Linked DNA regions of Mus musculus: regions 2, 3 and 4 are each linked to region 1. Evidence: chromatin contacts called from public Hi-C and HiChIP or PLAC-seq data. All regions are on one chromosome and are shown on one strand. The core of a region is the stretch at or near the end of the contact, and the rest is flanking DNA. Distances in the headings are between cores, read along the strand shown. Region 1 holds the start of Zkscan6 (zinc finger with KRAB and SCAN domains 6). Region 2 has its middle 22 kb from the start of Gm40028. Region 3 overlaps Arhgap44 (Rho GTPase activating protein 44). Region 4 holds the start of Myocd (myocardin).

Region 1 (7,572 bases), core at 3,625-6,124:
TCAACATGGTCAAGGGCTTAAAAACAAACAAACAAACAAAACCTCCAAATCCAGCAAAAACATCCTTTAACAACTACAATTAAAATACACAGTTTACAAGAGCTAGGTAGAATGCAAGTCCACCATACATGAGGCTCTGGGCTCAGTCCTCCTTAAAGCATACACATGCACACACACACCACACACTCACACACCACACACAGTCCACACTAAGCACACACCACACACACACACAGACACACATGCACACACATACACACACTGCAGACTCATGCACAGACACACACACACATACACCATGCACACATATAAAGGCATATACAGACACATACACCACACATACATGCACCACAAACACATACTGCACATACCATACATGCCACATGCACACACAGCCATGAACAAATTTTTCAAAAAGAACTCAGAAAATTTGTCACTAGTGAATTTCCACTACAAGAATAAAGGTCATTCATTCCTCCTACTGCTAGAAAACTCCTATCTTCAGAAAAGAATAAAAAGAAGCAAAAACAGTCAATGTCTGGTGAATACAAATGCTATATATTTTTTTAATTCTGATAACCTCCTTCAAAGGCAGATGAGGGCTTGTGAGATGGCTCAGCAGGCCAAGTCACTTGCTGCTAAGCCTGACAACCTGAGTTCAGCCTCTGGGACCCACACAGTAGGAGAGAACTGAATTCCTCCTGTTGTGCTCTGACTCCACGTGTGCACTGTGTACAGCCACATACATATACGAATAAAACATGTCAGGGTTGGAGAGATGGCTCAGCGGTTAAGAGCACTGACTGCTCTTTCAGAGGTCCTGAGTTCAATTCCCAGCAACCACATGGTGGCTCACAACCATCTGCAATGGGATCTGATGCCCTCTTCTGGTGTGTCTGAAAAGAGCAAAAGTGTACTGATGTATAAAACAAATACAAAATGATGTCATTTAAGGTTTTCAGAAAATAGTAGCCTAAGAGATATTAAAATTGCATGGGGAGGACACATTTAACGAATCCGTTTTGTTAATATAGATGTGACTTTCCAAATCGGAAAAAGAAAATCTGAAGCAATTGGGTGTGAAGGGGTGCCAGGTAGGAAGTGGGGAGGGTCAAGTAAGAGGTGAGAACCGGCAGATCTGAACTGGGCTATAAAAACTGGCACAATGACAGAGACCCTGAGAGGTTAAACTCTACGTAAAGCTTAAGGATGCATAGTGTTAGCACTGGCTCATCTTCTGACGACTCAGGACCCAGGCTCCGTACCTAGCACCCACAAAGTGACCCACAGTTATCTGGAACTCCAGTTTGAAGGGATCCAACACCCTCTTCTAGCCTCCTCTGCTGCACCCAGCACACAAAGGTGCACAAACATGCATGCAAGCAAAAAGCTCATATATACATAAAAAATAACTTACTTAAAACATAACAAAAAAAAACAGAAATATCACAGGAAAAGAGAAAAATTGTGATGGAAAACAAGACAATGCAGTAGAGTAAAAGCCAACATCTATAAACTACATTAAGTGTAAACGGGACAAACATTCACACTACAAGACAGAGCTTTCAGATTTAAAGAGCAAGACCTAGATATATGCTATCTGAAAGAGACATTGTAAATATAAAGACACGATAACCTGACATGTAGCCAGGTGATTAAAGCACTTGACTGGCCTGTGTAAAATTCTGGTTTCCATGCGCAGCACCACAAATTAATTTATTAGGCAGAAGAAATAGTTTAAAAATAAAAATTAAGGAAATGAATATATTTCTGCATGAATACATTTCTATTTAAATTAGACTGTAGTTGGAGAATACATACTTGAAGTTTCCAGTTCTATAAAAACTTGTGCCTACGATTTTTTCATTAGTGTTTCTTATGTGCTTGAACTGAATAAACCACAGATGTTGAGCCTAATTTTGATTGCTACTACAAGGAGCTGGCATAGTATATGAAAACAGAATGTGGCATAAGCATATGAAAACCGGTATGACTACATTAGTATATGTGATCAAGCTGACTGGAAGATCTGTTAGTTTCTCCTGCTGTGAGGAAATACTGTGAACAAAAGCAACTTGTGGGGGAAAGGGTTTCAGGAACACTTTTCACCTAACAGTTAAGCATCCAAAGTGGTTAAGATAAGAACCCAAAAAAGGCAAAGAACCGGGGAGGCAGGAAGAGACCATGGAGACCTTACTTACTGGCTTGTTCAGCCTGCTTTCTTAAAGAACCCAGTACCACTAGGGGTTGCACTCCTCACAACGGGCTGGGCCCTCCCTCATTACTAATTAAGAAAATGCCCTATAGGTTTGCCTATAGCCCTATCTTAATGGAGACAATTTCTCAATTGAGGTCCCTTCAGTTGACGATAGCTTGTGCCAACTTGACATAAAACTAGCCAACACAAAGACAAAGGAGGGGGTTGTCATTTCATTTTGAGAAATGTGTTGGCTCATCAATAATAAATAGTGTAGCTACAATAGTACTAACCAAAACAAACAAACAAACAAACAAACAAACAAACAAAAAAGATGGCATGTCATTAAAATAGATGGGTCAGAACATCAAGAAATAGAAGTGTAGACACACCTAGTATCAATTTTTTTGTTGATTATTTGGTATGTGTTTGAGGATAGGTGTTTGGGGCTGTCGCTGTTTTGAGATAGGGTCTGTCTCTGGAGCAGAGTCTAGCCTGGAATTCAAGACAATCACACTGCATGCATCAGCCTCCCCAATGCTGATATTAAAGGAGTGAGGTGCTGTCCTGACTTCTAGTACCCACCAAAGCTAAACCCCACAGCTCTAGTATGCTTAATGAAGTCCATAAGAAATATTCAGGAAAACAAACCATGTACACACATTTCATACAATTGGAAACTTCAAGTATGTATTCTGTAACCACGATATCCTAATTAGAGTTACTATTACTATTATGATGATGAGACATCACAACCAAAAAGCAAGTTGGGAGGAAAGGGTTTATTCAGGTTACACTTCTAGATCATAGTCCATCACTGAAGGAAGTCAGGACAGGAAGGAACTCAACCAGGGCAGGATCCTGGAGGCAGGAGCTGATGCAGTGGCCCTGAAGGAGTGCTGCTTGCTAGCTTCCTCCTCCCAGCCTGCTTTCTTAGAGAACTCTCAAGACCACCAGCCCAGGATGCTATCACTCACAACCCATGGGCCCTTCCCCATCAATCACTAATTAAGGATATACCCTACAGCCAGATCTTAAGGAGGCATTTTCTCAACTAAGGTTCTCTCCATTCAGATGACTCAATCTGACATAAACTAGCCAGGACAGAATGTAATTAAATGAGAAATCAACACCAATAAGGGATCTTGAAATCCCAACTTGTAGAAATTAGTAATCAGTGGTCAAAGACATCGCAATGGAAATTACAATATATTTTCACACAAAATGATCCTGAAATCACAGTTGACCAAATGTTATGAGCTTAGAACAGCAGCTCAAAACCTATGAGTTGAGATCCTTTCATGGGGGGTTACCTAGGATCATGGGAAAACACAGATATTCAAATTATAATCTGTAACAATAGCAAAATTACAGTTATGAAGTAGCAACAAAAAATATTTTATGGTTGGGAGTCACCACCATGAAAAGAACTGCATTAAAGAGTCTCAGCATTAGGAAGGTTGAGAATCACTGGCTTAGGAGGACAACTTTCAAAGAAGGCTCTGTTTTTAGAAATGAAATACACAAAACCCCTTCACTAACTAAATGATTTCCTGAGTTTTACAAAAATAATAAAATTTCAGTCAGTAAAATTTCTACCTGTCAGATTGATCAGAATTAGTTCCTAACACAAATCTGGAGACTATTCAAGAAGCGCTATTCTGGGAAACTAAATCTTACACATTTAAATTGTATATTAATACTACTACTTCATGCAGTAGAGGCCAACTGGTGGCTACCACCCAGGCATCTGTGACAAGGCGTCCATTTACTCAAAATTAAATTACCTTATAGAGAGACGTATGGATTTGTGTCCGGATGAGACTCTACCTCTCACTCCTCACAGAAGAAACTCGTGATTTATCAGTTATATTTGTATTACCGACGCTTTAAGAAATCGAAGTGAAATGCAATTTTTCTATGCACACGTAGGTTGCACACAGGGTTGCACATGTAGGTGGCCCTTTGTTTATCAGACCACTGTAGGCTTTGCTTGTGCCATTGATGACCCTCCTGACAGCCCTGTAAAGTAAGTATTAAAAGTGGGCTGGAGAGATGGCTCAAATCCCAGCAACCACATGGTGGCTCACAACCATCCGTAATGAGACTTGACCCCCTCTTCTAGGGTGTCTGAAGACAGCTACAGTGTACTTACATATAATAATAAATAAATCTTTAAAACAAAAACAAAAACAAAAAACAAAGTTAACAGCTCTGGATCCTCCAGGGCTTCCAAGCAGCAACGTTTCAAGCCCAGGAAGAGCTAGGGCAGCCTTCTGGGGGTTTGCAAGGGGTAGCTGGGGTTATCACTGAGGGCCAGTAACTAGCGGTTAGCCACCTGGCAGTGTCCAACCGGAGTCCGGACAGACCCGATCCCTCTCCTGGGACGAGCAACCCGGAAGAGTCCACTTTCCGTTCCGCCCCGAGTCCCCTCCCCCGCACGCGCCTGCCGTCCGCGAGCGCGACAGGCACGGGGCTGAGACCGCTGTCCCCGCCCCAGCTCGCTCCTGACAGTGCGCGAGCTGAAGCGACTTCAGGTTTGACCCCAGGACTCGGCTAGCCCTCCGATCCGCCCAAACTACGCGCTTACCTCGGCCCTAACCACCCTCACCGAGGCACTTCCGGAAGCTGGACGGCTGCGCGCATCCGCGGCCCTGGCGACGCGCGGCGCCGGGGCGGAGCGAGGGGCGGGGCGGGGCGGGGCGAGTGAGGGACTACCTGAGACCGGCTTTCCTATTGGCTCCCCAAGAAGTGTCCCAGTTCACGACCCGAGTCTGACCCCTCCCCTCGCAGGGAGCAGGGAGCTCCGGGTTCCCACCAGCATTCATTCCTCGAGATCGGGTTTTCTAACCCAGGCTGAGCCTACAGCCTTTTCGCCCATTTTCAGACCGTCCTGCGCTGGGCCACAGCAGTCACCTCTTATCACTAAGCCCAGTTGACAGAAGCCTCCTGTCCAAATCCAGGTATTCAGTCATGAGTAGCTGACAGACAGGACAGCTTTGGAATAGAGATGCGTCCTCCCCCTAGACCATGGTTAGAAGGGTGGACATCTCCGAAGAAACACGGCAGGGGCGAGGGGAGCATGGTATGTGCACACGCCTGAAAAACTGATCAGTAGGAAAGGAACTCAGCGAGTACTCAAAGTAAGTCCTTGGCGCCGAAAGGCTCGCAGTTCCTTAGAAAACCTTTCACAATCCCGGTTAAAGCAATCGGTGAGTCAGACAGACGTCAAGAGACAAACGTAGTTGACAGGTTACGAGTCTGGCAGAGGCGGAAGTGTCTATCACAGGAGAGCTTGGCTGATTGAGCAGAGACATTTAGCTAGAGACTCGCCTCGTGGGTTATTTTCAATTCTGAGGAACTTCACTTCCAAGATCAGGTGGTTTGGTCGGGACCCTAATAAGGTTCCTGTAAAGCGTGTTGGGCTTTAGTTGAACAACATTCAAGGGAGAGCAGAGTAACTCAAACCCTGGAGTTGTGCAATGAGCCTCTGAGAATCTGACTGAAGCTGAGGCTTTTCCCACGGGAAATATGGAGACATGGCTATACACACATTTCCTTCTGAAATTCAGGGAGAGAATAGAGGCAATCTTGGAATCCACAAAATTCAAGCTGACAGTTCTAGTTAGAACTGTCCCTTTAGCTACTTTTTAAAAATTAAGCTGGCAATTGAGGAGAAGCATGACACTCTTTGAACAGACGGAACAAGCAAAACACATTTTAAAAATAGGAAGACATCTAACTTAGCGGAGGAGATAATAGAAAAGTGCCATCTATTTTCATTTACTTCATAAATATTTACCAGCTGCCTTGTCGGAGCCGGATACTATTCCATTCGATAAGGATATAGCAGTGAACTACACATGCAATGCTCTGGCCCTTAAAATACTATTTTGTGAAGAAAGCTGAGCAATAGGTAAATAAATGCACAGGTAATAAGCATGCTGGGTCATGAAAAGTAGGAAAAAATTAATGAGGTAAGACAGGTGGTATTAGAGTTGTATTACAGTTTATGTACCATGAGGGAGGACGAACAGATAAAACAACCTTGAATTGAGACTAGAAGTTAAGGAGCAAACCTAGTGTACAGGGCAAGTTTTCCAGGCTGAGGAAATAACAAACATCTAAGCCTGGAGACAATAAGAAAAAAAAGTAAAGAGCTCTGAGCTCTGAGCTCTGGACCACAGCAGCAAATAGTTCCCACGTAAGAGTACTGAGGGTGCAAGGCAGAATACATGTGCGTGTGTGTACACATATGTATTATGTGTACCTGTGCCAAGGCCTGTGTGTATGGAGGTCAGAAGGCAACTTTAGAAATCAGTTCTGTCTTCCCACCATGTAGGTTCCAGGATTAAACTGAAGCTTTGTCGACCACTGAGTCTTCTTGCCAGCTTGGCGCCTAGGATTTAGTGCATGCTAATCAAGCACTCTATACCAACGGAGCTCTATCCCCAGACCCCAGAGTACATTCATAATCAAATTCTTAATCATAATTTGTAATCAAATACTGTATGTGTAATATAGTAGAATCAAGAGCAATGCTAACTCAATCAGATATGACCAAGAGGCCAGCAAAATATGTATGTGATGCTTACATATATATGTAAATTATACATACAGATTATACATACAGATAATCTATGTAAGGTATATGTGAAGATTATATGTGTGCATATTATGGTGTTTGTGTGTAGTGCTAGAGCATGAAAAAAACTTTTTTGTAGTTTGCACTTATACAAACTATGAAGTTCTTTATGAAATGTTATTAAACCTAATGGAAAATGGGTCCTATTTGGGTCTGAATAGGCAAGAATCAACATATATAAGGTTCCATATGAAACATCTTAATGCTTTCATTGTGAGACTATTGGTTAAAATTATTAAAACTTGAAAACTGCATAATTCGTTTGCAAGAGCTACTGACTTATATGAGGGACTATGGAAGTTAATAGTAACAAATGATATTAAAATATAAATATGTAGCTAATAATGTAACTTATCCATTTGCAGTTTTTGTGAAGTGGTTTTTTTTTTTTTTTTTTTTTTTGGTGTTTTACTTTGACAATGGTTAAAACCACCAAAAATAAACTAAACTTAGAAGGAGGCCTTAACAGTGTCCATATTCCAGAATAGCAAAACAGCATTTGCTCAAATCCAGTGTCTGTTATATTTTAACAAGAACTTTATTTAATAAATATGTGTTTTTCATTCTTACCTTGTCCTTTTGCTTTCTTGCATATTTCATAGATATATAAGCACAGAGGACAGGATAATTACTAGATTAGCTTTAAAATAGTTAACTGACTGACGTGCTTGAACAAAAAGTACAGAAGAAGTACAGAACCTTGTTCTAACTACATTCTGGCCACGCAGCA
Region 2 (7,572 bases), core at 2,944-5,443, 760 kb before region 1:
TCCTACTGGACCTCAGTATTTCCCATATATATGCGATAGGGAAAATTTGTGAATTATGACTAAGAATAGTGAGGGGAGAAAAAGGCATCTATGGCACAATCTATTTCAGAATCAGGGTCATATAACTTTGAATAGGTATGTTTACTGTGTCAATACTCAAATGCTCAGATATTTTGAGTTCACTGTGGGTTTCTAGAAACTGGCTGGGCCTATCAGGCAGTAATCTCCAGACTTCACTGTCAGCGATAAACATTTTCAGGGACTCACTTGTCAAATATTTCCTGGAAGACACTGTGAGAAATAATGTTCTAATTTCTGTACAATTCTCTTTCTCACTCATCTAAGCTTTTCTCTGCCCACACAAATAAGTGAGAAGCTTAGCATGGCAAACTAGTCACAGGGCATTAACTCCATAGGACTAGGTAGAAAACCCTATAGTGTTACAGGGAAGCACACAAGCCAGGACTGGATGTGTGTATCAGACACCCAGGTATCAGTGGTGCCAATCATCCACAGCAAACCAGCAAAGAAAGGGAAAGATACATTCAGTAACAGAAAGATGTTCAGATATAAGAAAGTCTCCACATCCTTCATTCCATGAACATAGAGTTTAGGAAAAAAACAAAACAAACAAACAAACAAAAAAAAACTAGTTACAATATCTGAGTAAATTCTATTATGTCAGAGCAGCCTTGGTCTGACATAGTTACTAGTTTCTTGTAAAATTCAGAGAATGAGACATGAAGGGGATAAGAGGCTCCCTGATACCAGCACAGTTAGAGGCAGGGATAGTTAAGCCTGAGTGGTAAAGCAGCTGTAGATGGAGTACCCAGGGAGGCTGCACTAAGTCTGGAACCCAGATCTCCCATGCTTTTCATGCTAGATAATGAAAACTAGCAAATGATTACAAAAATATCTAGATTAAAGGATGTCTCAGCCCAGGCCTGAATAGATTGCTCAGTGGGTAAGATCACTGGCTACTCTTCCAGAGGACCTGGATTCCATTCTCAGCACCCACATGGCAGCTCACATCCATCTCCAACTCCAGTTCCATGGGCTGCACTACCCTCTTCTAGCCTCTTGTAGCAGGAATATACAGGCAAGCAAAGCATCCATACGCATAAAATAAAAATAAACAAATCATTTTAAAAAGATTGTCTTAGTCTGTTCTCTGTTGCCCACAACATAAAACCAGAGAGTAGGTAAGCTGCAAGAAAGGTTTGTTTTGACACAAGTTCTTAAGTAAGTTAAAGGCTACCTGTGGCACAGTCCTACAGCAGGCCAGGCTATTGTAATGCAAAGAACAGAGGTAGTACCCTTCTATAATAGACATACTCTTGAGAAGATCTATGAACCCATGGATCTACCAACCTCTTTAAAGAGATTTATCCATTCTTTAGGCTGAGTCCTAATCACCTTTTAAAGGTCCTTCCCCTTAGAAATCTCAGGATGGGATACTAATTGTCAAAATGCTTTTTGTAGAGAACGAAGCAAAGGCCCAAGCAAGAGCACTTTATTATACATGTTTTATCATTCTAAAAGAATTGTAAAATTGAAGGCTTTCTAGCCTTCCCATTTGGTCTGATAAAAAGCAAAGTGCTAATTTATTCATTCTTTCATTTACTGAGCATCTGCTATGTAACAGTCACTCGATGCGGGCTTGGAGTTTAGTGGAAAATTTGGTATTATCCCATCATCTTGATGCTATCAAAATAATCACATAAATAAATATTACTGAGTTGATTCTAACAAAGTATTCTAACAAAGTATATAAGTATTAGACCCATATAGGCAAAGAAAGCAGACATATAATAACTAAACAAAGCTGATAGTGATCTGTGTTCCAAAGAATTAAAAGACCTTAAAAACAAGATGATTTTTGTGACTATTCTTGTTTGTTTTCTGTTGTGATAAAATGCTGACCAAAAACAACTCAAGGGCTGGGCTGTAGTGGCGCACGCCTTTCATCTCAGCACTCAGGAGGTAGAGGCAGGTGGATTTCTGAGTTCGAGGTCAGCCTGGTCTACAAAGTGAATTCCAGGACAGCCAGGGCTATACAGAGAAACCCTGTCTTGAAAAACCAACCAACCAAGCAAACAAAAACACAAAACAACAACAAAACGAAACAAAAAAACTCAAGGAAAAAAATTTATTGGCTTACAGGTAATAGGGCAGTATCAAGAGAAGCCAAAGCAGAAAGTCAGGGCAGGAACTGAAAGAGAGGCCGCGGAACAATGCTGCTTACTGACTTGCTCCCCATTGCTTGCTCAACCTGCCTTCCTACACAACGCAGGACCACCTGCTCAGGAATGATACAGCCCTCAGTGGACCGACCTCTCCTATATCAATTAACAATTAAGAAAATGCCCCACAGACATGCCAATCTGATGGCAGCAATTCCTCAATTGAGATTCCTCCTCCCACATATGTCTGGGTTTGTGTCAAGTTGACAAAGACTATGAAAGTCACCGAGGAATGCCACTTGTCAGAGAAGTGGTAATAGAAATGATAATATCAATATCTGTCATGTCTTGAAAAGGGCTCTAGGGTGTATGTAACTTGAGGGTATATAAGATTGGTTTTGAAATAATTTCCTACATGGAAAACCCAAATGAAGCTCTTACCAGCTTTAGTCGTGAAGTTATTATTGTAGAAACAAACAAGTATACAGGGAAACCTGAGTTGAATTTTACCTCTGAGACAGTAGGCAGGCATGTGGGGGACCTCTTTACTCCGTGGTTTGTTTGATGTTTATAGGAGACATTTTAGCTCCTGGAAGATAACTCAGAACAAAAGAAGCCATTGATGAGCAGGGCACAAAGTAAAGTCCATAATGTTAGCCCCAAAGAATCAAAGAGAAAGACCACCAATCACAGTCATCATGGCCAAATGGATTCAAGCAAGCAATTGATTAAAGAAGCTTTTTTATTCATATACATAGGTTGCCTCCCACTAACGCAGGGTTCCAGAGGTCATCTTTGGACCTGAGGAAGACAAGTTTTTTTTTTTTTAATAGCTTTGGGGTAGGGGATTTCCAAGTAGGGGATTGGTGAGCAAAGTCAGCAGGGTTACAGAAGAACAAGAGCAGAACAAGTTAGGCATAAGGATTTCCCGAAACAAAGATATGACTGCAAGATGGTCATAAGGTAGTCATTACAACAGGTAGTCATAACAACAGGTAGTCATAACAACAAGTAGTCATAACAACCTTTTGAAATAAAAGTCGGATTGCAAGGTGGTTATAACTTTTTGAAACAAAGACATGGGTGTTGTTTCTGGGACAGGCAGTACAGAACCAGTTGTCACTAAGGTTACATGTGAGCATATCCCAATCCTTTAGAAACAGAAGTTTAATCATAAACAGGAATGAAACTAGTTTGCCTTTGCTATAAGATGGCTTCTAAGCCTAAGATGGGGCAGACTGGTTAGCCAGTGCCAAGCTGAGTGAAGGTCTTACATCCTCTGCCGTTTCTGTGTACAACGCCAGCTTGTACTGCCTAGATTCTACCAGCTGTGAAACAAAGAATCAAGCACATGGTTCTGTCACCATCGCCCACCCTGCTCCTGGAACCACAGGCTATGTTGTGTGGACCATTAGCACTGGTATTCTTCATTCTATGAGGCATGAGGAGACTAACTGCTACTTCTTTTAAAGCTGGCATGTGGCTTTGGAAAGAGACCACAAAGCATTTTCCACACCATGTGGAGTCTTAGTTCTCTTTCTTTTAAATCCCCGCCCCCTTGAAAACTAAAGAGATCCCAAGTTTGTTTGTTTGTTTTTCGAGACAGGGTTTCTCTGTGTAGCCCTGGCTGTCCTGGAACTCACTCTGTAGACCAGGCTGGTCTGGAACTCAGAAATCCGCCTACCTCTGCCTCCCAAGCGCTGGGATTAACTGCGTGCGACACCACGCCCAGCTGAGATCCCAAATTTTAAATCTGACCTATCAGTAAGAGCACAAGAAGTACCACCCCCTTCCTATCTTCTGCTTTTCAAGTTTCTCTAACTCATTGCATATTAATTCACCTGGGTTTGAGTTATGTCCTAGACAAGGCAAGGCGAAGGGTAGGAGGTGATGACTTGAGCTTCAGTTTAGCTCAAGCCTCTCAGGAGTCCATTATCATAATAGATGCACCACCGTGAGAGGAAGCGGCAGAAGCTGGGGCTTCAGTCACTTTGGTCTGTAGGGGTGAATTCCAGGAGGTTCCCTAGCATCCACAACCCTGGCCAATGCAAAACAAGGGGGGATTAGAAGAGGGCTGGCATTGCGAACTTGCATGCCTGCCAACAATTCCACACAGTTGGGGTTGGAGGGGGGGGGCACTCTGCTGGAAACTAGCATTTCATTTGCAGCTTCATTTGCAGTAGAAAAGTTGCTATGTGTAATAATGTCAGCCACTGACAGTTGGGAATCAGTGGCTCCTGGAGCGAGCCACCACCACACAAGTAATTTTCACTTTGCAAGTCAGAATGACCCTGGGAGCTAGGTGCTGGAGTGGGAGGGGAGTGTGGGTGTCTGTTGGGGCAGGTTTGGGCAGAGTGTCCACAGGGCTTCTGATGGCTGTTTCTGGCCTGCAGTTCTTGCCACTTGCAAGCTCTTCACACCACAAACACATCACCTTTGTGGTTTGAGGAGCTCTCAGGAGCCTGCCCATCTCTCCTGGAGGCAGAAAGAGGAGAGGGAGGATTGGCAGGCAACGGAAAAATAGCAAGCGGAAGAGACAGCTGTATAAAGCATCAAATAGAACCTCAGGTGGCCCCAGGAGTGCAGCTATCTGTCTCAGATCCTCCACATGCCAGACAACAACCAGAGCTGTCACTGCTCTCTGGATGCAGATGGTCCAGGTGGATGAAGGTAGACAAGGAAGTCCTAGTAGACTTCCTTATGTTTCTCTAACTTTCTAAGCTTAGTTGCTCTAAGCCCGGAAGATGTGAGAGAGGAAATGGGATAGGAGAAGGTGGGCAGCGGGCGCGTGAGCATTCGATCAAGCCAAGGGGCAAAAAGGATGGAGAAGGAAAGCTTCTCCAACAACAAAGAAAACAACCACACAGATCTGCGGAAGGTATTCTTCGCAGAGAGCTAAATTCTCGAAAGTAATCATGATTACCGTCATTATCATAAACAAGTGAAATCCTAATTAACGTTGTAAAGGGCAGCATCCTGCGGATGGCTCAGAGATGCCCCGCCTCCCACCCACTTTTTGCTCCGGAAACCACAATGATGCCTCCCTTGTGAGTGAGTGCACAGTTTCTTCACTCCAGAGACCCTTGCTTTCGGGAGCTCAGGGAAGAAAGGGGAAGTGCTCAAGTAAAGGGCCTAAGAAGCTAGAAAGACGGCCTTGGGAGACTCAGTGTGGAACAATTCAGGGGATCTGAGGCTACACTTCAGAGAAGGTTCCTGAGCAATCACTCACTCTATTCTGAGGCTTCTACACTGCTCAGTCTGAGGGGGCTTCCGTAAGCCCGAAGGCTATGAATGGACTAGTTTACTTGTTCGCGGAAGACTTTCCTGCTTCTCTACTCTGTTTGATCACTTTCCAGGGGTGCTGCTGAGTTTACCATCAGCTCACCTGACTCCTTCGGACCCCTGAGTTTTTGACTCATCGTTTTTTCTCAGCATCAGCCTGGCCTCTTTTCCTCCCAGTTCTGCCCTGCAGGGGTTGTTGGGTCTAAATTTCTACTTTGTAGGATTTAGCACTCTGGGAGGAATACCTTCAGCAGACTGAACAAATCCCTTAACTGTTTCTCTTGTAGTTCACAGGAGGTCCAGAACAGCCCGCACTCACCAAACACAGGAAATGCCGGGCCATCCTCGCCTAAGGACGGGTCTGCTTTATTTAGAGTATGCTACAGAATCTGGAACGTTGGTGCTGGGGTTGTGTAACCCACTGAGGGACAATCGCTGCAAAGACAGATTTCAACCTTTGCAAAGAATTGACAAGCTTTAAAAAAAAAAAAAAAAGCCACGTAATTTTTTACCAAGGCCTGCAAGTCATATGTGATTGCTTGTAAAAAAAAAAATGGTAAAAATATTGTAAGGAAATCCAAATTCAGAATAAGCTAATCCTAGTGATTTAGATTAATACAATCATATCAGCATGTGGCATCGTGATGTTGACTGAAGAGCAAGGTGGATGCAAATCGGAGAACAATGAGAAAGAAAAAGCAGTGTAATTCAGAAACGCAGAGGAGAAACCAGACCAAATCTCTTGCAAGAACTGTGTGTGTGTGGAGAGGAGGGGGGGGGGGGGGGTTTAAAGCAGTTCTCTGGTTATAGATAGTATGCAAATGCCCCCCCCCCCAAGAAAGTCTATAAACTTAGAAGGGACTTACAATAAACTTACCAGTTAGCACTCAAGAGAATGCTAGCAATTTCTTTAGGTAGACACTGAAAACAATTACATTTATAGAGGACCTAAATTTTGGTTTCTGGGTTTTTGTTTTCATTTTGTATAATTGCTTCATCATACTTTAAAACATAAATATAGCAATTTTTATCACCATACATTGTCATGGAGTAAGGAGCCCTGGCATTTGGCTCCTTGTTCTCTACATTTGTCTTTCTTTTAAACTTTAGAAAAAGATTTATTTAATATGTGAAGCTTTTGCTTGCATGCACATATGTGAGCTTGTTGCCCACAGAAGTCAGAAGAGTACCTCGAATCTTGGATCCCCTGAAACTGGAGTTACCTATGGTTATGGGCTAACATGTGGGTGCTAGAAACTAAACCTGGGTCCTCTGCAAGAATGGTCAGTGCTCTTTAACTGCCAAGATATCTCTCCCTCCACCCACCCATAGCCTCAGCTTTATTTTCTTAGAAAGAACGCAGTAACAAATTGCCTTGTTCAGAATTGAGCACTGCCTGCCAGGGAGTGTTAAGCAGGTACTAGAATGGTTCTCATACAAGGGGTCATGTGCCTTAGCATTAAAAAACACCCAGAATGTTTGCTGACAGTATTGATTCCCAGGAGCCCAGAAAGGTCTTCTCATCTTGGACTGAGGCCCAGGAATCAGAACTAAGAATCAGATTTGGAATATAAATCAATGGTAACTATTTTCTAAAGCTAGATGAAAATTTTCCCATTCCGAACCATCGTCTGTTGGGGATCTTTGTGGCTGTGCCATCGGGACATAGGCTGTGACCCCACTCCTTTAATCTGCATACAGACAGGATTGTTTGCATCAACAACGCATTATGGAAGTGACACCATGTAGCTTCTGAAGCTCATAAGAGCAATGCTCTTTCCACTTTCTTCTCAACAGCCCTCCTACTTGGAGTCCTGAGCTTCCATAAATCCACCCATGATAAAAGCAAGGACCAACTGAGCAGTCTGAGATTTTTTTAGGCTTGGACAAGAGATAAGCACTCACAAGATTCTCAAACACTAACTGTAGAATATGTGTGTGTGATGTGTGTGTGTGTGTGTGTGTGTGTGCTGGACTAGTAAAAGGGAAGAATGTTCACCGGTTTTTTTTTTTGTTTGTTTGTTTGTTTATTTTTTACTGAGAATGGGAAAAGAACTGTGCTCTAACCCCATACTCTTCCCATGGTTCTTTCAAGCCATGGGAATCA
Region 3 (7,572 bases), core at 1,487-3,986, 680 kb after region 1:
ATGTATTGAGTGCTGAGTGCATTCCAGATCGTGGTCTAACTTCATGCGGTTCCTATAGTGCTGCTTGCTTGTAATCTCAGTAGTTGGGATACTGGCCAGAAGGACTGTGTGTTTAAGTTCTGTTTTGTGTGTTCCACACCACATACTGAAACTCCATCTCACGAATGAATTAAAGAAAACTCACAGATACATAGAACCCAAATTCATGCGGTGTGCCTAACATCATGAGGTTAGCAGCGAATCCTAGGGTGGTGCCTCTTTTTCAGAAAATGTCTTGCAGCCACACAGCTGGCCAGTGGCAACAGTCTTCAGACCCTGGGCTGTGTGAACTCAGAGCCTTTCATTTCACTGGTCGGTCACTTGTTTACTGTCTAAGAGAGACAGAGCGAAGGCTGCCGGGAGTGGCTCAGTGGTAGATCACTTGTCTAGTGTGGGGAAGACTCTTTAAGTTTAACCCCAACATCACCAAAATAAATGTCAGCAAAAGTAAACAAAACACAGTTGGTGCCCGCTAAAAGGAAAGGACGGAATCTAATTCCATCGTGGAGAGAACAGGGGTCCAGTGGGGTGAGAACCCACTTAAGCCCGTAGGAGGTACCTGGTCCCTTCCAAGGGAGACAAGGAGTCTGTAGTGGGCAGGCAGGGATTTAGGAAAGTGGAAACTCAGGGAGGGCTGATTGGTGATGAGGCCAGTAGCCTCTGCAGCTGGCCATGGGAGAAGTTAGGGGTCTGCCTCCAACCTGGACAAGCAGAGCCTGGATCCAGAGAGTGACCCTCAGATGGCTTATCACGACACTCCTGAGTTAAAGGGCGTAGACAGCCATCAGAGGGACAAAGAGGCTTCAGAACTACAAGCCTATTTGAGTGGCTTGGGTCCATGTCATTCGGGGCTAGAGAGACAGTTCATTCTTTACTAGCCTTGACCTTTCTCAGGCAGCACTGTTAGGGGTGAGGCAGTCACCTCCCCAGGCTAAAGTTTGTTGCATCCAATGAATAGGGAGAAGGAGGTGTGACTGTGTTTGGCTGTGGTTCCTAGACTCTAAGAGACTAAGGTGATCTGGAGATCTCAGAGGAGCTGGCTAGAGCCCTGTCAGGGACCTCTGTCCTTGCCCTGCCACCCCTGTTGTTTGTGAAGTCCAAGTATTAGAAGTCTGTGAGGATCATTCTCCATTGCCCATAGTTAGCATCTTTGAATAAACAGATTCTAAGTCATGAGAATCCCAGGTTTTCCTTGCTCAGCTGTAAGCCAGACTGAGTGAGGCTGACCGGCTCCCTCCCCCACGCCACGCTGTTTCATTCTTGCTCAGCACCCGGCTTCCCATGCTTGAGCTCAGCGTTGCATGAAGGTGCCTGGCTCCCTGTTGCAGGCCCAGGCTACGGCCCAGCCATGACAGGCTTCCTTCCCAGACACAGCAGCTGCAAGGGACACAGGCCGGGGAAGCAAGCAATGCAGAAAGGATGGTGGTGCGTGCCCTGGAGTGCAGGGCGCCCCAGGCTGTGCAGGGCCTCAGTTCTGCAAGCCACTTTCCCAGCTAGGAGTGTTTTCTGTGGCAAGCTTTATCCATTATTACCTCGGAGCCAGCACCAGCTTAAGCCAGCATCAGCCAGTCTGAACTCTGATTAGGCTTCCCACCTTGGCCTGACTGTGCCCTTTATGTTTGGTTTTGTGTTTCCTACATTAGGAGTGTCTCCCTGGACAGGGCTGTCAACTTGGATTACCTGGAACTATTTGTGATTCCTATTGGTTCCCTTGGGTCACCTGGTCCTGCTTGTCCTCTGAATCAGCATATTTGTCAGGCCCCTCTGTTACTAGATGTCAGGAGCTGCTCCTCTGTCCCTGCCCACCCCTCTGCCTCCTCTTCTTGCTTCTAGTACTCAGCCTTGATCTCTTCCTTGAAGCCTCTTCCATGTGCCCAGCTTGGTGACTTCTTACTATTTTCACAACACTTACCCTGAACCGTAGGGTACATCCCACGTGGGGGAAAACTGTATCTTCCCCAAACATCAATATCAGTGATATTTAGAAACCACATAGTAAGCTAACAACTAATAATGGAATGGTTTTAATATCCTGTGACAAGTTAATGTGGATACTATGCGGTCTTCCTTAAAATGCTGTATGGTACTGTCCTCACCTCTTCTTTGTGCTGCTGTAAACTGATAACGGTGCCTATGAGATGAGATGGAGGGAGGGGACAGTGCAGGTACTCACTGACAAGGGAAAGGCCACCAGCTTTACCACGGGGCATGGGGCAGGTGTCAAGGACTGCTCATCTATTTTGAAAAGACACTATTAGCATTCATGATCTAGCCATTTAGTGTCCATGGTACACTCTGCCTCTGATGTTCCCTTTCCTGAGAACTTAGCAAAACTGTTGGACTCCTTAGCAGCTTCTGGGCCTTTCCCTTGTTGGTCTGGCTGCCTTGAACAAAAGGACTATTACTCTGACGCTCTAATGGACTAACCTTGTTTAAGCAAGCACCTGCTTTCCTGAACCACTCACTCTTAAAGATGCCCTGAGACGTCTATGCTGCTGTCATAGTTGATCACCTTGGCCCTGATGGCACAGCCACTCAAAGGACCAGTTTGCCTGGGTGAGCAGTGGATGCCTGCAAGGATGCATAATCAGCTTGTTCAGAGGGGCAACATTTCCCTGGTGACCCACCAGAGAGACTGCTGGGATCAGTGCTTAGAGACAGGACTGAGATTGGCTCAAACACATTGCCGTGATTGGTCTAGAATAAGCAGCTGTGATTGGCTCATGCATTCCCCTTCAGTCTCTTGGAGCCTGCTCAGGCTCACCCAGTCAGCTGGGAGCCCCCCCTCCCCCTCTTACTGCTTCTTCTGGCATTAGAGCATTGGGTCCAACACAAGGCTTCCCTCCAGCGCTCCTTTCCTGCCCCCTGTCAGTAGAGCAGGCTGAGCTGGTAACATGAGGTTCAGAGAAGCAGAGACCACACAGAGCGACAGATAGCCGCAGTGACCAGAGGCAGCAGAAAATAGCCATGTGGCTGGACAGGCTGGCAAGTCCACAGTGAAAGTATGCAGGCAGCCTTGGCACTGGAGTAGCGGTGGTGAGCTCAGTGGCAGATCTGGAGGTGGAGTACATCGCTGGCCTGAGCACTTCTGGCTGCAGCAGCAGCAGGTGCCGGATGCCTGGCTCTTGTGCCTCGAGGGGGAACCTAAACATTTTTGATGGAGGTTGAGGTGGGCACCCCAAGTAGTTGTGTGTAGTAACCATGTTACAGGAGGGGATGGAATGCCAGGTTTATGGCAGCTGAACTGTTTAAGAATCAGCAAAGCAGAAAGAAGAGGGGGAGTGGCTGACAGAGAACGAGAGACAGACTGACTGACTGAAGGAGAATAAAGGGCTGAAAGGCAGCAGAGAAGGTCACTACAAGAGTTCATAGATTGTCTCATGTTCTGGACCAAGAGCTGCGACACTGGCTAATGCCAAAGTCTTAGTGAGGGTCCCTCTGCCTGGGGGGCTCCTTGAGAGCTAGAACACAAGAGGTGGCTACTGCAGGTTCCACCTTGCCCGCTGCTGCTACCTGCCGCTGTCAAGCTCTGAGAGAATTGGAAGCTGCCAGAGACCAGTGTGTGGAGAGTCTCTCCTTGCCAATCAATATCTTTTTGTGGGTAAAGAACCCAGCCTCCTGATGGGTGACAGGACCACTACAGAAAGATTACTTGAACCAAAGCAATGCAATATTGTAACAGTCAATTTTGTGAGCAAGATGGCTACAAGGATACTAATGTGTGGGTTCTGTATACAGTGTGGATACACTGGAGAAAGGACCAATAATGTTCTATAGTGACATTTCATCATGCTACCCAGAATGGCCCAGAGTTTCAGATTTATGAATTATTTATTTTCCATTTATTCGTTTATTTATTTAGGATGGTAGTTGACTGCAGGTAACTGAACTTTGAAAGTGAAGTCACAGATTGGTGATTGGGGCTACTGTGCATCCTCTATATAAGAAACATACCTGTTACAAGAGCTGTTCAACATCAGGGAAGCAGCTAAATGAAAATGTTGGCCCACATTAGGAGAGGAGACCCGTCTATACGGTCAGCAGGTAGCTGTTCACTGTGTCTTCTGTGCCGGGCTACACTGGGCATCGGGGATGATTTCCTTCTTCCTTTGTGTAGTTTATTTTTTTAGTACAAGTGATTTTTCTCAGAAGAGGTACTGTGTTTGGATATTAGAGAACAATATGAAGAAATCAATGGAAAACATTAATTAATGTGGGAACCTCAAAACAGATATTTTTAAATTTTCTCTTATAACACATCTTTTCATTTATAATCATATAAATATATGAGAGTTTTAATTTATAGTTGTATTTAGCCCATTAGGTATAATTTATTTTAATCATTTGAAGCTTGAACTTAATTATTTTGAAGTTGTGGTTGCTAAGGAGACTAAGAGGCAAGCTTGTTAAGAGGATGAAACTGTCTGAAAAGCAAAACATATTTTTTTCTTCGGTCCAGAGCATCTTACATAAGGGAAAGAGGGAGAGCATTCCTAGAAACCCTTTGGCTTCAGGACTTCATCTTCCAGCAAAGTTTAATTTAGAAAGGGCACATCTAACCTGGAGGAAAGGCTTTTCAGCTACTTTATAAACAACAAAATGGTGTCAGTATGAGTTTTAATTGGAAACGTAAAATTCAGTGGGGTAGAGGTTTGCCAACAATGGCAAGACCAAGAAAAGTATGTGCATGTGTGCGTGCCTATACATACGTGTGTGTGTAAGGTATTTTTGGTCATCATATTAGTCAGCTTTCCATGTCCACAGCAGAACACCCAAGATAGACCTTGTAAAGACAAAAGGTCTATCTTGATGCGTTGTCTTGGAGACTGCCATCAAGCTTGATTGGCCGTGCTGCTCTGGGGCTGTAACAGTGAGTGATCATTACAGGGCACTTGTGGCAGAACAAACTGTGCACCTCATGGCTGAGGATGAGGGGCAAAAAAGTCCTGGTTTCGCAGTTCTCCTTGAAGGCATGCCTCTGATGGCCCCCCTCCCCCTGGAACCTCTTAGAGCGTCTGGCTTCTCTCAGTTCTGCCAAACTGGAACCAGCACCCTGACACTGCTTGTGTAGTCCAAAGATCCAATTGTCCTAAACTTGGTGGGGTCACAGCTTGTGCCCCACAAAGTCCAGCTGCTGGCCCTCAGAAAGCCAATTAAAAGAGGTGAGTGAAGAGTGAGAAACCGAGAAAGGAGCTTAATCCAGTACGGTCATATTGGGAAGAGTGACAAAGAGGTCGGAGACTCCCTTCCCCAGTCCATCTTCAGGGTCCTGAAATGAGGGTCAGGATTAAATGGGAGGTGAACGATACACAAGTCTACAAAGCCAGACCAAGTTGTATGGTCCTATCCCCGTTCATCCATCATTATCTGAGATCCTATAATGTCTGAGCAGTTGTAAATCTCTTCTGGAGCTGAGCACTTCCTCTGGCAGGTGCCTTTGCCTTTGCCGGTATTAGATCGTGGGGAAATTCCCATTTCTTTGGCATCCACTGTTTGAATGGTCTGATTTGGAGATATGTGTGTCTCTTTAGAGTATCTTCATTTCTGTCAGGTCATGCCTAGCCATTACTTTTCTTCTTATCTAAAATGTATAAAAGCATGTTTGGCATTTCTGGGGACTTCACGCTTGCAAACATCTACTTATGTGGATTTAACAGAACTCATATTTTTCTCTCATTAATCAGCTTTTGGCTTTATTGGCTTCTGAGATTCAGCCAAAGACTCAAGGTGAAGGGGGTAACCCTCTTCCATTGCAGTGCTCTGAGGAGATGCCCTAGTTTCTCATCTACCTGGAGCTCGTTAAGATGCTTCACTGAGAACTCAGAACCCCTCCTTTGGAGCTGGGTAGGGCAAGTGTTAGGGTTTGCAGGGCCTATGTCCAGTCTTCCATGTAGTATCCACACTTGGACCTACAGCTGTGCACTCTGCTTTCCCCAAGTCAGTTCCCCCATTTCTGTCTCTCTTTGATGGTGTTTCAGGGATTTGGAGGCCATGGGGCATGGACCCTTCCTTCCCTGTATCCCCTTTGTGTAACTTTAATTTTTTCAAAACCTATTTTTTAAAGTTTATTTATTTATTATATGTAAGTACACTGTAGCTGTCCTCAGATACTCCAGAAGAGGGCATCAGATTTCACTACAGATGGTTGGGAGCCACCATGTGGTTGCTGGGATTTGAACTCAGGACCTTTGGAAGAGCAGTGGGAGCTCTTAACCACTGAGCCATCTCACCAGCCCCATCAAAATCTATTTTTAATGATGGTTCTTAAACTCCTTAACCCCCCTTTCAGCTCACTATCTACCAGAGATAGTGGGAAAGAAGGGATACGGGGAAGAGGACCTGTTTAGAAAGGTTCTTTGGACTAACTCCCATCTGTGTTGTCTGGAAATCGGCAGTTCAGTTCACAGGTCAACAGCAGCAGCTTGACCCACTGGCAAAGACTTCACAAATACACCAGCAGTCCAGTTCAGTAGAGTCTGGATAGCAAACACGAATCAGCAGCAGTGGCACTGCCTAGCAGAGAAAGCCAGGCCTCAGCCTCAGCTCACGTCTGCAGGAGGGCCCAGGAGGAATGCCAGGAGAAGTTCTCTGTTGTGCCTCTCTCAGGGAAGCGAAGATCAGGGAAGACTTGAGACCCACAAGCGTTGCACAGCTAGCTCTATAAGGTTAAGCTCAGCCACCATCACTGTCCGTTGAGTCCTATTTATACCCTCCAAATATCACGTGTCCTGCACAGGTCTTGCCTCAGCATGTGTATCTGTCTCAGCTGACATCACTCTGCCAACCAGCTCAAGTTCACAGAAGTAGTTTGAAACTGTAGCACACCACTAGAATTTTTTTTTTTTTTTTGGTGCGTTTCTTTCTATGCGGTCCTGACAAATGCAGCTCAACTACACAATGTAAGGCAGACCAGTACATGCATGTTGTTAGCAAAGAATCCTTCATCACATGTCCTTTCTCATGCCTGCTTTAGCAGAACACCCTCCCTCCTGTGTCTACATCAGTGAAATGTTCCTTCACAAGTCTACCTTAGTCTATCACCCATGTCCATTTCAGCTAAATATTCCTTTACATGTTTACCCCAGCAAAACTCCATCTGTCTTTCCAAAGAACCCTTACGTTTCCATGTCACCTTTGGACCCCTCTTCCTCTTTTTCCGGTAAAATTAGAGAGGGATCCCCTCTTTAGGATTGAAATGACCAAATGCAAAGGTAGAAATAGGTGGGATTTGTTGAGGTCCATTACAAAAAAGCTACTTCCTCCTGGAAAGGAAAGATGTTAGAAGGAAAAGAAAAGAGAAGAGGAGGAAGAGGAAGAAGAGGAGGAAGAGGAGGAGGGGAGGAGGGAGAAGAAGAGGAGGAAGAAGAAGAGGAGGAGGAAGAGAAAGAGGAGGAGGAAGAGGAGGAGGGGAGGAGGGAGAAGAAGAGGAGGAAGAAGAAGAGGAGGAGGAAGAGAAAGAGGAGGAGGAAGAGGAGGAGGAGGAGGAAATCCAATTTCTATCTCTGGCTGTGGTTGGAGGCAGCATTCTAAGCT
Region 4 (7,572 bases), core at 3,213-5,712, 540 kb after region 1:
CCAACCAATCATATATTAGGACACACTTTGTTGCTATTTACAGCTAACTGTGTTTTCAAAACCCCAATGTGTCTTACACCCTGGATTTCCAATTCTCTGAGCCATTGTGGAGCAGGGTGGTATAGGTCTATATTTCCTCCCAAGTGGCCACAGAGAGCCTGGGACCACACAAACAACCAGGTGTTCCATCTGTTGAATGCTACCCTTCACCTCTATGTTCTTGTTTGTCTGTTTGTCTGTTTGTTTTTTTTCTTACTCTCCTCCCACTGAAGTTAATTGAGTTTGCAAATCTGCCTGACAGGCAGGTACTTACCTTGGTGACACAGACAGATCCTAGAATGCGTTCTCAGAGTGTGTGAAGGGAGAAGAAGTGGTCAGATCTGTGAAAGGAAGAAGAGAGACTATAGACAGCAGGAGACATCCAAACCAAGGACTCTTCCAGATCACTGTGAAAACTGATTCAGCCGGGTTTCCAGCTACCACGCTGAGACGGAGCCTCCTCCTGGAGGCACGCAGGTCCTGGACCTACCCAGGAGAGCTGACCACGCTGCACTTGCCTGTGACCCACTATCGAACTTCATGTTGCACTCAGGGAAGGAAGCCTCTAAGGATCCGAATTCAAGCTGACTCTCCTGAGCCATGCTCCGGGCTCAGGCCTATGAACACAACCATTCCCATGTTAACCTTCATGCTGAGAAGCACAGCTATGGAGGACAGAGCTCTAAGGTGAGCCGGCATTGACTTTCATGTCCCCTTATATAGTATTACCTCCCCTTAACCATGTGCTGGCCTGCTGAGAATGCCAAATGGCACTAGTATGAATAGAGTATGGTTTTCGGTAACAATGAAGTTTGTGTGCTTGTTTGTTTGTTTTGGTAAAAATGGAATGGTCTATTGCAATGATGGTCTTTACCTATAGCACCACAGACCCATGAGCACATTGTCCTGAAGCCTCTGGGGCAAGGAAGCATCAAAAAAGGACAATGAATTTTGCTGTTATTGTTGCTGCTGCTGCTGCTGCTGTTTAGACTTTTTCCTTTCTTTGTTTTATTTTAATTTTTAGACAGGGTCTCCCCAGGCCTTGGTCTGGAATTTCCTCTCTAGCTGAGGATGACAGAGAATTCCTGGTCCTCCTGCCTCTACCTCCCCTGTTCTGGGCTTACAGGCAAGCATCCTCACTCTCAGTTTAGTAATAAAGATTGTTAGTTCTACCTTATAGTTATATAATGTATTCTTTTCATCCCTATATAAGAATTTACAATCTTGAGAGAGCATCCTTGCATGTGGGCTCCATTAGTGCATGTCTTTACATGCCATGTTACTATAATTTGTGACACAGTTTTTTTTTTAATTGACTAGCAGTAAAGTAAAATAAATTGAAGCAAAGTTCCATAGCAAAAGGGAAGAATACTGAAGAATCATCATGGAGGAGTAAGATCGTAGCAGCAGCCATTGCTACATTGCTAGGCTACACTCTGACAGCAGCTGTCTGAGATTCCATTCTCCTGGGGGAACAGCCTGTCCAAATTCCACCAAAAAAAGTCATAAAAATATTTGAGCATAGAGGGCAAAGGATGAGCCTCTATAATGCACATATTTATATCCATAGATATCCCAAAGCCATAAGGGCTAGAAATCCCGGAGGGCAGAAGTCAGCTGCTCTATTCTCTGATGGGAAAAATCGAGGAGAACTGTGGTTATCAGGGTTTCCCAACTCATCCATGGAGCTGCTGGGGGTGGGGTGAGACCAAGAGACAGAGAGATGGGAGAAAGAGGAAGGGAGAAAGCCAGGAAGCGAAAATAAGAACGGAGGCATGCTGCTCTACTCTTTTAATTCTAGCACTCCAGAGGCTGAGGCAAGACTGTGGTCAACCTGAACAGGCTCTACTCACAAGAGCAGCTAAACAACACAAACCTAACACAATGGCTTTAAATAATGCAAAAGGGGAAGAAGGAGGGGGATGAGGGGGAAGAGGAGGGGGAGGAGGAGGGGGGAGGAGGGGGAAGAGGAGGGAGGAGGAGGAAGACAATACCTCAAGGGCAGCTCAGAGATGGATGGGTAGGGAGGCAAGGAAGGTGGAGAGAGATCTGAATCGAATCGGGTTGGGGTAGGGAGCATGAATATGATCCAAATTGATAATATGAAATTCTTGAAGAATTAGTTAAAATATTACTTTAAGGATTAATGAATAAACTCCTTTTGAGATGAAAACTAAAAAAAAAAAAAAAAAAAAAAAAAAAAAAAAAAAAAAAAAAAAAAAAAATCCTAGGGCAGGGAGACCTCATCTCACTAATCTCACTAAATAACAATAAAAGAAAGCCAGCAAAAGAGGGACTGTGGTCCTGTCCACAAGCACACACTCCAACCCCCTCCGTCCCTCTGGGTCAGAAAGACCCTTGGTTGGATCCTTCAGCTGATTTTATCACAACTCCCACTGAATAAAGAAAGCCCCACTAAGTTGCCGTGGGCATCTCCTCAGCCTTGCTGTCTTCAGTGTAAACATTCCTTTGGGTCTTTCCTTCTATTCTTTCTTTTTCATGTTTCACAGAGTTTCCTCCATGGGATAATTTTGTGATGTCCCTTATCCTGCTACCTCTTTTCTCTGGAGTCGCCCCTGCCCCATGCATCTCAACCCTGCTTAGGGCTGTTCTAGACATGCGGGCCTGACCCCTCCCAGTCCTTCCTCTGTTGTGTTTCTCTTCTTTGATGAGCTGGGACGAGAGAGACCTTCTCTATGTAACACACAATACAACATCTTCCCCTTCACTTCCAAGTTCAGGCATCTGCAATTATGTTACATTGCATAGCAAGTGGGAATAAGGATTCATCATCAGCTAGCCTGACAGAGTTTTTCCTTAAAGTAAGGTTAACTCAGAGAGAGATGCAGAAGGTGGGGAGGGAGGAGCTAGACTGATAAGATGTAATAAGAACTTGACCCACAATTTCTGTTTTGGGAGATGGAAGAACAGGCTGGAAGCCAAGGAACATGGGTGGCCTCTAGTAGTTGGAAAGGGAAAGGAAATGGAGTCTCTTCATGAGCTTCCAGAAGGGAACACAGTTCTGCCAACACCTTGATTTTTTTTTTTTAACTCAGTGAGACCAGTTTCTGACTCCCAGCCTTCAAACCTGCAAGGTAATGAATCGGGATTGATGTAAGCCATTAAAGCGGCTGTGATCTGTTCCCACAGGAACAGCCCAGTTCAGCACTGCTTGTGGAATGCACAACCACTGCCAGGCTACCACAGGAGGCAGCCTGTTGTAGGCTCGTACTGCCCAACCCTATTCACAAGAGGAAGTTGAGTAGCAGGGCTCCACCTCCTCTCTGATTTAGTGAGGAGGAGCATTACCTATCTCAGAAAACGAATTCCAAGATTCAAGTGCATTGGTGCAACCCAGAGAATGGGAAAAAGGAAGGTCTGGGCACCCTAGGGTGTCTTCAGCAACAGTTGATAGAGGCAGAAGACCCCGGATCAGGGCAGAGATTAGTCCCTAACAGATATTGTTACATTAGGCCTCCACCTGTCATTGTCATTCTCTTCAAGAATTCACAGCTTTGAGACAAAAGGGGAGATGTAAAGAATTGTATCTGGGAGCTCACGTGCATATAAAGTTGCAAATAGTGGCAAATTGTGTGTTGTATGTATGCAGTTCAATGTTTTTTTTCCAACTATCTAAATCTTTGTCTTAGAACATGTGTTGTACTTAATGATGCACGTGGGACCCTGTCACCCCAGGCACCCCAGAGACGCGCATCCTCAGCGCCTCTTTGGGTCCCTTTCCCACTATGAAAGGGACGTGAAAAACCTCTGCACTTTTCCGATCTGGCTTGCCCAGGCCACCGAATCCTACCCTGTTGAGTGCTCAATAGTACGCTCAACTTTTGCACCAATCGCACTCTGGGCTCAGTCCCCAGACACAAACTTTTTGTGAATCCAAAGAGAACATCCAACCACAGGGAAAGACTTTCTGCCACTTCTTCAGCCGCTCAGTAGCTGCTCCAGGCATCGGTCTCCTGAAGCACCACCGCTCGGATACAGAGGGGAAGCGGGTGCTCCCGGGAGTTGCAAGCCAACCCAGCTTCTTGGCCCAGGCTCCAGCGCGTTCTGGAGATGTACCTTCCAGAGCCCTGCAGTAAGCTGGGGACACCAGGGACATGCACACCTAGGACAAGCAGATACACTCCTACCGTCGCCAGGCGCCACCTGCACGCCGGGCGCCGCCTGCAGCCTTCGGGCATCCGATTTAGGGGTGCCAGTGCAGAGACTCCCGCCTGGGCAAGCAGCCTTGGCGCACTATTCTGCAAAGAGTTAAGAGCCGGCTGTTAAGACTCCTGGGGCCGCGTCTGGTCCCCAGGCCCCGCTCACCGCTCCTGATTGGCTGATCTCCTGTCAGTAGTAAAGAGGATCAGATAGCAAACTTGGGACCTTCATAAAGGCGTGGTGGCGGTACTCCGCGACCGCTGGCAGCCTATGACATCAGCCAGGAACGCCTAGGATGCGGCTGTTCCCGGCCACCCTCAGAGGAGGAGGGTCCTGCCTGCTGGGAGTTAATTAGCCTCGCGAGCGGCGAGGGGGGAGGCGCCAGTTTTCTGGGGACACTGGCGGCCACTGTGCGTCCTCCTACCCAAGGGAGCTCCCCAAGAGTTGGATGAATTCTGGGTTGTTAGCTGCTGTCCTCTGGGCTCCCGGGAGCCAGTTTCTGGTGGAAAGCGGGGCGCCTGGCCAACGACCAGCGGCTTGCTGAGACTCACCATGACACTCCTGGGGTCTGAACACTCTTTGCTGATTAGAAGGAAGTTCCGATCAGGTAGAGTAAGGCGTTCAGCACTCCTTAAACTTTTCATCTCTACCACTCAACTGCTTTACAATGAATGCTTCGGGCCTGAGGTGGCGGCCTTCCCTCTGTTTCCCCAAAATGAACACTGTGTTTGACTGAATGCCTTCAAATGTCTTCCCTTTGACCTGTGTTAAGTTTGAGTTTTGTTTACGAATAATCCAATGTTTTACTTTATTTTACTATATTTTCCTTTATCGGTAAATAGACATTTTTAAGGGGACGACCCAAAAGGAACTGTGTTGAAATGGGCAACTCCAGGATCTGAAGTTATAGAGTGGGCGCGTTATCAGTTACAACCGCTGAGACAATGTGCCTAGGACTGTGAGACGTCTAGGGGTCACTTAACATGTAGCTAATCCAAACAAATGTATTTCCCAAAAAAGTCACTTGGAGGAAGTAAAAATAGCGAATTTGGAGCACACCAAGAATTTTTAAATGACATCACCATGGGGGAAAAAAACCAGCGCCACAAATATTTTTTCCCAAACCATCTGATATTTATAAATGGACAATTTTCCCTAAAATTGTTGTGTTAGTGGCACACAGAGAAACTTCTGGAGGGACACTCAGGAGAGGTGAGTATAAGGAAAGGGTACGTGGGGGCCTACAGAAGACGCAGGATTGTGTTCCCTCGTTCGCATCCTGGAAGGGCTACCTAGCTTTGCCCATTCTTGCTTTTATAACAGTGGTAACAGGGCCATTCAATGATGGCAGGGCACCTTCTAAGAACGAACATTTTGGTGGATAGCTCTGGTGTGAGCCTTCCATGTAACAGGTGCTGGCTGATGCTGGTGCCACTCACTCTGTCAATTCCCTTGGTCCTTCTGAAGGAGCTACTCAACTGTTTGTCTTGAAATGAGTGGCTCAGAAATTGTGCACAGTGGGTGATGGGCCATAAGGAGCCTCTGTAACCACCTCAGTTGTTCCTGATCCTTAGGTGTGGATGGGACACTCTGGGGATTTCTTGAAGGATTGTTTAGTGAGGCAAGTTGAAAACTTAAGAGCTGAAGTGGCCAGGAGCCACAGTGCCTCTGGAGGCCTGGGGTGTGTCTCCTAACCACTAGCCACCGGGGTCAGCCATGCACGTTTGTCCTTTCCATGTTGAGGTGAGGTGGTTAGTTTGTTCATCAGAGACCTCACATGCTTGGTAATTTGCTCAAAACCACAAGGCAATACTGCCACCTTTCTGAGGGAGCAAGGATGTCATTTTTGTTTTTGCATAAAGCTGAGTTTATTTCAACTGCTCCCGTGCAGTTTAATGGGGTAGACGGAGGGACAGGGAGAGGCTGCTGGATCATTTCTAAAAGGATTTGGTGATGTTCTTGATAGTGGGCTTGCAAAACAGACTTATCAAGGAATTCCTCAGCTGAAATATGGTGGAGAGGGAAAACTGTTTGCACTATTTTAACCCCTAACTCAGTGGATTGTGCAGGCCTGAGGTCTCTACCTGGACCCTGCGAATCTTTATCCTGGAGCTTTGAAGAAGTCCAACCCCACTTTTTTTTTTTTTAAGACAGGGTTTCTCTGTGTAGCCCTGGCTGTCCTAGAACTCACTCTGTAGACCAGGCTGACCTCAAAATCCACCTGCCTCTGCTTTCCAAGTGCTGGGATTAAAGGCATGTGCCACCACTGCCTGGCACCAATCCCACGTTTTTCAGGCATTTTTGTCATAAGGAAGGTAGTTTGTCGAAGCATAATACAGAAGTAGGAAGCTTAATTTAAGCTTTGATTTAAAAGTTGAGGGGACTGGAATCGATGACAGACAAAGCCAGTTGCGCATCTTAGGTGTTGTGCTTGATAATCTTACACAAGAGAAAGAAAAACATTATTGTAAGATTGTAAATCAGTTGATGGCTACTGGTTATAGTTCCTGGACAGAGTGACCATGGTGGACATGTGGCCCTGAGGCCTGCCTGGCCTTGTATTAACTGCCTCTGCCTAGGGGACTTTGCTTCACTTTCTGTCTAAAAATGAATGAGGAAGGTCTCTTGTTCACCTTGATATCTCTCTCTCTCCCTCCCTCCCTCCCTCCCTCCCTCTCAGTCACCCCCATTTCTTTCTTGAGGGATTCCAGCTGCCAACTCTAAAACTTCGTATATAGCAGTGAATATTCACTTCAATAGTAGATCCTGGTAGTATGATTTTAAAATTAATGTTTCAAAACTAACTGAAAGTAAACTGTCTTACGATTATAGCAATGGGCTTGCTGTGATAGGACTCGTCCACCATCTCCAGACAGTCCCTCTCATTCTGAAACTGGCGTGGGCAGCAACCATGTTTTACCAACTCCCTACTTACAAGTAGACGTGTGATTGACTGACCTGCCATGAAAGTTTGGGACTCAGAATGTTTACATCTGTGAACATGTTTAGTGATGTTAATTAATCTTACCTAGCAGAAGCAGGGTGTCATGGCTGAATGTGCGGGTCTCGGTCAGACTAGCTGGGTTTTCAAGCCATCACCTCTTTGGTTTTGGCTATATGACCTTTAACCTAGGCCAGCATCATAGCTCTTCTGCATCTTACGTGCCTCATACGTGGAGAATGCTGGTGACTTCATGGTGCTTAGAAGAGATAAATCTGATAACACAAGTACCTGAGTTAGGACATTGACATGCTGGTGAGCCCTGGCCAAACAGTGCTCAGGACGAATAGCAGTGGGATCATCAATCGCCCGTGGCTTCCTTCTAGACCTTGGTTTCTTAGCTTGTAGATGTCCAGGTGAAATGATGTGGT

Evidence for each region. A called contact is a pair of places that touch in the nucleus more often than the background predicts. HiChIP or PLAC-seq counts read pairs in DNA pulled down with a chosen protein or histone mark.
Region 2: an H3K27ac HiChIP or PLAC-seq map of epiblast stem cells shows a contact between it and region 1, with 6 times the contacts expected there. The contact joins the enhancer-like site here to the promoter of Zkscan6 in region 1. A contact is called at or near these places in 3 of 39 promoter capture datasets (cranial neural crest, embryonic stem cells and hippocampal neurons) and 3 of 115 datasets of contacts at active chromatin or transcription factors (astrocytes, embryonic forebrain and epiblast stem cells).
Region 3: a contact with region 1 is called in an H3K4me3 HiChIP or PLAC-seq map of bone marrow-derived macrophages, with 5 times the contacts expected there. The contact joins the enhancer-like site here to the promoter of Zkscan6 in region 1. A contact is called at or near these places in 3 of 115 datasets of contacts at active chromatin or transcription factors (bone marrow-derived macrophages, embryonic midbrain and stem cell-derived neural progenitor cells).
Region 4: a Hi-C map of cortical neurons shows a contact between it and region 1, with 4 times the contacts expected there. The contact joins the promoter of Myocd here to the promoter of Zkscan6 in region 1. A contact is called at or near these places in 3 of 39 promoter capture datasets (the HPC-7 cell line, cranial neural crest and hippocampal neurons), 4 of 484 Hi-C or Micro-C datasets (cerebellar granule neurons, cerebral cortex and cortical neurons) and 2 of 115 datasets of contacts at active chromatin or transcription factors (extraembryonic endoderm stem cells and forebrain).

The regions. Positions count from the first base shown.
Region 1 is chr11:65,804,477-65,812,048 of GRCm38.p6, reverse strand. It overlaps Zkscan6 (zinc finger with KRAB and SCAN domains 6), which reads right to left and starts at 4,874. Exons shown (of 7, transcript NM_001302374.1): 1 at 4,788-4,874.
Region 2 is chr11:66,565,237-66,572,808 of GRCm38.p6, reverse strand. No RefSeq gene overlaps it. Among named protein-coding and RNA genes, the nearest start is that of Gm40028, 22 kb to the right of the region's middle. Within about 2 kb of position 4,193, at least 22 of the 459 cell types and tissues checked have an H3K27ac peak or open chromatin away from gene starts, as enhancers often do. A contact at or near this core is called in astrocytes and epiblast stem cells, where this site is marked.
Region 3 is chr11:65,120,520-65,128,091 of GRCm38.p6, reverse strand. All of the region lies in intron 1 of Arhgap44 (Rho GTPase activating protein 44), which reads left to right. Among named protein-coding and RNA genes, the nearest start is that of 1700086D15Rik, 36 kb to the left of the region's middle. Within about 2 kb of position 2,736, at least 80 of the 459 cell types and tissues checked have an H3K27ac peak or open chromatin away from gene starts, as enhancers often do.
Region 4 is chr11:65,266,879-65,274,450 of GRCm38.p6, reverse strand. Myocd (myocardin) reads left to right here and starts at 4,462. Exons shown (of 13, transcript NM_146386.3): 1 at 4,462-4,807. The coding sequence starts at 4,753. Gm30586 (a long non-coding RNA gene) reads right to left here and starts at 4,526. Exons shown (of 3, transcript XR_001780238.2): 1 at 4,188-4,526; 2 at 314-380.